Linked DNA regions of Zea mays: region 2 is linked to region 1. A link is a contact called in public Hi-C data. All regions are on one chromosome and are shown on one strand. Each heading gives the region's core, a stretch centred on a gene start, on an enhancer-like site or on the middle of the called end of the contact. The rest is flanking DNA. Distances are from core to core; before and after follow the strand shown.

What was found. Hi-C and Micro-C count contacts between places; a contact is called where the count stands out from the background.
Region 2: a contact with region 1 is called in a Hi-C map of leaf, with 4 times the contacts expected there. The contact joins the promoter of LOC103638367 here to the promoter of LOC103639942 in region 1. A contact is called at or near these places in 10 of 25 Hi-C or Micro-C datasets (bundle sheath, ear, leaf and 3 more).

The regions. Positions count from the first base shown.
Region 1 is chr9:50,845,810-50,849,232 of Zm-B73-REFERENCE-NAM-5.0, reverse strand. LOC103639942 reads right to left here and starts at 1,769. Exons shown (of 1, transcript XM_023301085.1): 1 at 332-1,769. The coding sequence starts at 1,769. The coding sequence ends at 651. It overlaps LOC100382400, which reads right to left. Exons shown (of 7, transcript NM_001175145.1): 4 at 3,173-3,411; 5 at 2,934-3,052; 6 at 2,761-2,847; 7 at 2,313-2,668. The coding sequence ends at 2,612.
Region 2 is chr9:50,990,021-50,993,443 of Zm-B73-REFERENCE-NAM-5.0, reverse strand. It overlaps LOC103638367 (G-type lectin S-receptor-like serine/threonine-protein kinase SD2-5), which reads right to left and starts at 1,532. Exons shown (of 2, transcript NM_001326379.1): 1 at 1,309-1,532. The coding sequence starts at 1,335.

The DNA.
Region 1 (3,423 bases), core at 520-3,019:
ACAAGGGAGAACGAGAGGGAAGGTTTTGCCCTGCCGTGGAAGAGAGAAGCAGCCAGCGACAAGGGAGAAACCGTTTCAACTTGTACATGTTTGTGCCGAATCCAACATCGATCGTCGCTCTGAGCCCTAAATTAACATAGGAATTACGAAAGGATACTCAAAACAATTCAGAGTTATTGGGGTTATTCCAGACCTATTTTCCGAGTTCACACTTCAGTTGTCTATATCTTAATAATCAGCCAAGCCGCTTCTTAAGATATAGGCAACTTGGGAGCGTCACCAATGCTCAACACTTGATTCAAAGAAATAATTGCACATACCTAAATTGCACTGAGATTAATACCACATCCTTCGAAGGGGGCTGTTGAAAAAGCTAATCCATCATTCATTTTAGATCAAAATATGAAAATTTATACAGAACAGGATATCCTAAGACAAGCAATGAAAATAGAATTGAGGCAAAATTACTACCACACCTATGGCGAATGGCAACCTCACTTGCCTCCAGGCTCCAGCGAGGGGCTAAACTGCCCTTAGCAATCTTCTCCAGCGAGGAAGTATTATTATTAACCACAAAACCTGACACAATAGTCAGCAGCTATGTCATATTGTAGGGCTTGCAATAACAGCAAGCCCTAGCTAGGTGCTTCTTACTTCCGTCGGCCCTCAAGCACCTTCTTCAACTCCTCACTTGCTTCATTTGAGGCCGGTTTCGTCCCACTGTCTACCAATTCCTTCGCATTTATGTGGAAATGACGATCTGGTTTCGACACTAAAGTATGTTGTTGAGGTGGCACTGCTGTTGGCAGCTTACGATCATTGCCTTTGCCGGCTCCAATCTCTGCACTCAAGTCCTCGACTGCACGACGCAGCATTGTGCTCTCCGCATTCAGCTTATCCAGTTGCCTCTTCATGAGTGAGAACTCTTCATCCTCAGCTGCCGGTGGTGTGTCTTTCTTCCTCTTCTTGTCCGCTTCAGACTGTGAAGGCACCTTGGGCGTGTGCTCGATAATGATCTTGTTCATCACCAGCAGCGGCAGCTTGCTGATGGCGAGGCTCCCAGCCTTGCGCCCGTACCCGTTGTCTGCAAGCGTGGCCTTGATCTCCGGCGGCACGCGCAGCCCCCACTGGAACCACATGCTCGCTTTACTCCACAGTGGCAGCACGCTCCTGGTCGTGAGCCGCATCCCGGACAGCAGCGCGCCTACGCCGCCGCCGTTCGTCCCGGTGGCGGCCGCCACGTTCGCCCCGAATACATTCTCGGCGAAGGAGAGGTCGTTACCGTGTGCTTCGCAGTCGTGGTCGTCGCTGTTGGTGGTGAGGTCGACCATCTTGATCGCTAGCGGGGGCGGAGTGGATGTGGGCGGCGGTGTCGGCGGGGAGTGGACGGAGCTTGCGACGGCGAAGTCCCCGATCCGGGGCTTGAAGAGGAGCGAGAAGGCGGGCGGGTTGGAGGAGGTGAGGTTGAATTCGGCGGCGAGGGCGAATGGGGCGCGGATAGGGGACCCCGTGCGGACGGAGAGGGCAAAAGGCTGGAGGGGTTCGTTGGGGCGGTATGAGAGGCGGAGCGCCGGGACAGAGGGGAAGGCGGTGGAGAGGTCAAAACGGAGGTCCTTGGCGTCTCCCCCCGCCGCGAGGCCCGAGAGGAAGGGCAGCCCTAGCACGCCAATCGGCACCTTGGCGCGCAGCAGCGGTCGGTCGTCGTCCCGGAACTTGATCGACGCCTTCACGGCGGGCGGATGGGCGGCTAGGGTTAGCCTATATTGGATTTAGGATTTGCCGGGTTGGGGAGGTTCGATGGTGGTGGGGATTTGAAGTCTGGAGGCGGCCAGGAGCCTGGGCACGAGCGGCGCGACGGCGTCCCGCGGGTGCTCCCCGGCGACGAGCGCCAGCAGCCGGACCGAGTGCCGCCGCAGCGGCGTCCTGTCGGTTGCGGAGGTGGTAGGAAGAGCGGGCGAACGGCGGGGTTTGCGGAAGGGCGTGCGGGTGGAGGCGGGGGCGGTCTACACTGCTAACTTAATAGTTAGTAGAGATATATATATATATATATATATATATATATATATATATATATATATATATATATATATATATATATCCACACGTATTGCTTCGTCTACGTGTCTACGATAACACACTGTTGATTTTGTAAACGTATCGAGATTGGTTGACAGCATTGGCCCAGACCCCTAACCGCACGCCTCCTTTGCCACGCACCGGGTGGCCTTGAGGCCAGCCAGCAACTAGACCACAGCTTGTGCTGGCGGCTGGCCCATTTGGCCCGATGTGAGGATTCGGACCACAGTTTTATTGTACCGAAAAAGTGGTCTTGGAATTACCCACGTTTTGTTGTGTGATGAGGTCACTTTGGAGGACAATGTTGCATGCGATCTAACACTATTGTATAAGTTTTCCATTGGTCCCTTCCTACTCTGTTCAAGGAACGCATTTATGTTTCAAAATCCAGACTGCAAGTGTCAATGCTAACCATTAGAGTTAATGTGGGAGCCAGAAAATCGGAGAGGATCAGAGGTGCTGAAGTTTCCAAAACTACAGGCATAACTCCTATAGTTTCCGTGTTTGCTCGCCGTTTACTTCACCGCCAATCCGTTCACGTTCCGGATGCTGGAGAGGAAGAATTGAACACTCTGTTCTTTGCCTTCGTTGCCTATATATGGATTCAAAGATTCAGAGTGAGAGATTTTGTGTACGAAGTTGTCAACCACAATCAAAAACCAACTAATATAATGGGCGTACTACCTCGCTATCCCAGTTGGTGCAGAGAGTGATGATCGCGAGCAGAAGGAGCTGTACGATGAGCCCACATATGATGCCCAACCAGAGTCCCTGTTCATTTGTCAGCGAAGTACTGAGAAACAATGGCCATGCCAAAGAACTGGGGGATGGTAAATAGTTTCAGGGAGAAGCCGCACCGTCCCACCGACACGCAGGACGAACGCTATGAGGTAAGCAGAGGGGATGCCGACGATGTAGTAGGCGCCAAGGTTGATGCAGGCACCGATCTTCTGCCATCCACAGCCTCTAGCCACACCTACGTACAATCCATCCCATGGACATCACAAGGAAGGAAGGAAGAGGAGTCGTCAACTCCGGTGTCCGCTAGCTGTTGTGTAGTAGGAAGCACAGCATAGCTCCTCTGTACTGCACGTACCTGAAAGCACGCACTGGATACCATCGAAGAAGTTGGACACTGCAATGACCAGCATCATGTTGGCCACGTACGTCACCACCTCCTCGACGTTGCTGTAGGCATGGCCCCAGACGTAGCGCACGCACACCAGGATGAGGCCCACGCCTAGCCCTTCGGCGACAGACAGCAACACAACGACACGCACCGCAAGGCGGGCGGCTCGAGGACGCCCGGCACCCAGCTCATTCGACACGCGAGTGCTGCACCATGCC
Region 2 (3,423 bases), core at 283-2,782, 140 kb before region 1:
TCTCAATAACCAACAACCACCACCACCATAACCCTAGCCTCTCATGAGGGTAAAATAATCGTCATCATAAAAGTTACCCTCGTCAGAATCCAGAACAAGAGCTCATTATGCTACCTTGGGTGGGAGCGATTCGTGATAAAGCTTTGTATTTGTTTGTCAACCTCCTTTAGGAGCATTTTACAGTTCAGTTGAGTCCCAGACAGACTACCTTCCAGAAACAGATACAAGGAATGAATAATGGCAAATTGGTAATCTACAAACAACATAATTGAGAGTGACCAAGGAGCATTTCTTCTTCTTTTTTTGTCTAAAAAGGAAAGAATGAAAAATCAGAGCAAAGGCAATGATCAGTTCCCTATCTATCTGCAACCAAATTGCCACCAAAAAGCATGAAACGAATGGACCACACATTGTTGGCATCAACTCTTTTGACTAAACCTCAAAGTGAGCATGACTTGGAGAGTCCCTGGTGAGAGGCGACCGTTGACCGAGAGTCCGACACCGTTGCCAGTTGCCACTATCGAAGCACTATGCAGTACGAAGTAGGCGCCAGATGAAAAAGTAGTATATATAATATAATACTCCTATATAATATGTGCAGTAACACCTAAAATTCCACCAAGGTTTAACCGCACATCGCCCTTCGATTGCCCTTTTCTAGAACTTTCGGTGTTTCAAACTGCTTTCTTGCTTACCCCCTATTTTTAATTTCTTATCTTGAACCCTAATCCACGAATTAGTCTTAAAGCAGAGCACGGTAGATTCTAAATTCTCCGACCTGGAAAAGATAAGGATTAAGTATTTCAGGCGCTATGGCGCATTCGCGCTTACGCCTAGCTATTGCATCGAGTGATGGAAATTTCCGAGGCTACAGTTGAATCCATTACCGTGAGAATCCAACCGACCAAACCGTCTAGAAATTGGATAAACCGGAGCCTAGAATTTCGAAATCCCAGTCCCGAAATTATTGTCGCTCTCCTCGACACAGAAAGAGAATAAGGGCTTGTCCCTGTCTGCTCCCCACAGTGGAGAAAGGACACTCAATTCCACCGTAAAGTACACCCTGAAAGTCGAGATACCTCTTAAAGCAAGACATGGGCCCTCTGTGTATGTAGATCTCCAAAGTGAGGAGAAGAACGAAGCACGCTGATGCTAGCACTGAATAAGAAACAATCATGGTAGAGAAGAAAACAAGCAAATCAAACATGAACCAAAAAGGCACTATCATCAGGAGGCAGTGAGAGTCGTCAGGAAGAAGAGGGAGGAAGAAGCAAGCAGTGGGGGAAGAGTAGAGCAGAGTGTGGTCACCTCTGGGCCCGGAGGCAGCGGGGCCATGGCCTCCGGTGAAAATGATTTGGCGCTTGTGGGCGCAGAGAGGGAGAACTGAGAAGCGGAGGAGGCGTGGCGATGGCGTGATTGAATGGAGAGAGGCGGACGGAGGCGGGTCGAGCAGGTGGGTGGATGGTGACTTGGTGAGATGAGAGGCGGAATTAAGGAGGGAGCGGTGGTCGATGGGCGCACCGCAAGTGGTGACGATCCCCAGCTTGGAACTGAGGCCCCATGCTCATCCAAATTCCATTTATATACGGCCGGGCCCCACGTACACACACTGCTGACGCTCAGCAAGAGATTGGGATTTGGGATCGCCAATTCGCCATCGCTGCGAAACCAATCAAACGCCACGTCTACGGCAACCCTTACCCAGCTTATGAATTATCTTTACCGCTACTCTACTAAACAAAACAGGTAGGGGCAGTCTGGTGTAGACTAGTGAATCGTGCGCGCAGTCTCTGGATCTTCTACCTGCTGGAATACTATATGGCACGTGCATAGCCATTACGACGGCTCTTAGATGACATGTTTCTCTCAACGGTTTAGGCACAATTCATCAAATCCCACGCCAAAACTTTGCGAATTTCAAAACAAAAAAAACCACAAAATTCTCGGTACGGTATATGACATGGAGTAAATGGGTACACAAAACCCAAATAGCTGAAGGGTTTTACCCGATATATATATGAAAGCGATTATGCAATGATTTCTTTATTCATAGGTCCATTAATGGGCAAGAATCTCTACAGATTGGATAGATGGATATGCGTACCGGTGGATACTTTGTGTAACCGTGGGTAAATGTACCCGCATCACCACTCTTACTATCTAATAAATTATATCTTAGCTAAAAGAAAATCCTTCTCTGGCTATTGTTTGTTTAACTATCAAGTATGTAATTATATGGTTTGTTACATTTTAAGTTGAGCTTGTTTTTGTGTGTCTGTATGATACTTGGAGTGATTGACGTATTAGAATTTGAGATTTTCCTAACGGGTAGGGTAGTGCTGGAAACATGGGTCGGACTTTTCAGCCCCCGCCACGATCCCCGCACATAGGTCGGGCTTTGGTCAGCCCGGCTTGATGAAGCCCACAATGTTTAATTTCTTTAATTTAGTAAGCTATGAACTTTATGTGGTTGTAATATTTATAATTTATGTGATTTAAATATATGGGTCAGTTTTGGGCTGGCATGACCTGATGAAGGCCTGACGTGCTTTAGGATCGGGTTAAACCATTGTTTCTACTCTTTGGCTAGCATAGCACGACCCAAAAAAATTTTGGGCCTTCTCGGTCCAAGCCTATTTGGCCCAAAGGACATTGGGCCTAGCCATACTGGCTCGGTCCGGCCCAATTCCCAACACTAAATACGGGTTACGCGATGGGTAAAACTACCTACGTGGGTATGGGTAAGGTTCTATACCCGCAAGCGGATATGGGTATCTGATGGGTAGACCTTTTTTTTGACAGATACAGTTATGGAATGATAGTACGCGACAGGTTGCCATCCCTATACCACACAGTTGGCCCAGATGTTAACTAGCGTGCATACTGATGCAATGAACATATGAGGCTGGTTTTAGTGCAAGTAGCCCTTATCGACCATCATGACATCTATTAGTCATGTTATCGATCACAATATCAACCATGGTTAGTCTTTATCTATCGTAGTGTTCTAGTGCATGGTCTTTACCTGCACCCTACAACCACATCAACCTTTATTTTCTAGACTTTTATGTAAAATGAAATATAGTGTTTTATTAAAATAAAATCCATCTGATTATATAATTATGCAATATATATAATTCAAATAAAACAAATAAATTGTAAAAACCTTTAAAAATAAAATATATCTAGTTTGTAATCTTTCTCTTCCATCTTTCATGGTTTTTCTCATCTAATGTTAATTGCTTGGTCAAGTTTTTTTAGATCAACTTAGGGGTCTTTTCATGTCATCGCTCATGTGAGCGGTGGAGTGATCTAACAATTTGGTGAATTGCTCAAATAATTTTGATTGAGTCATTATTTGGCTTGCCTCGTACAACATGCTCTTCTCCATGACAGGGACTTACTACTACTTTTTGTTGGGCT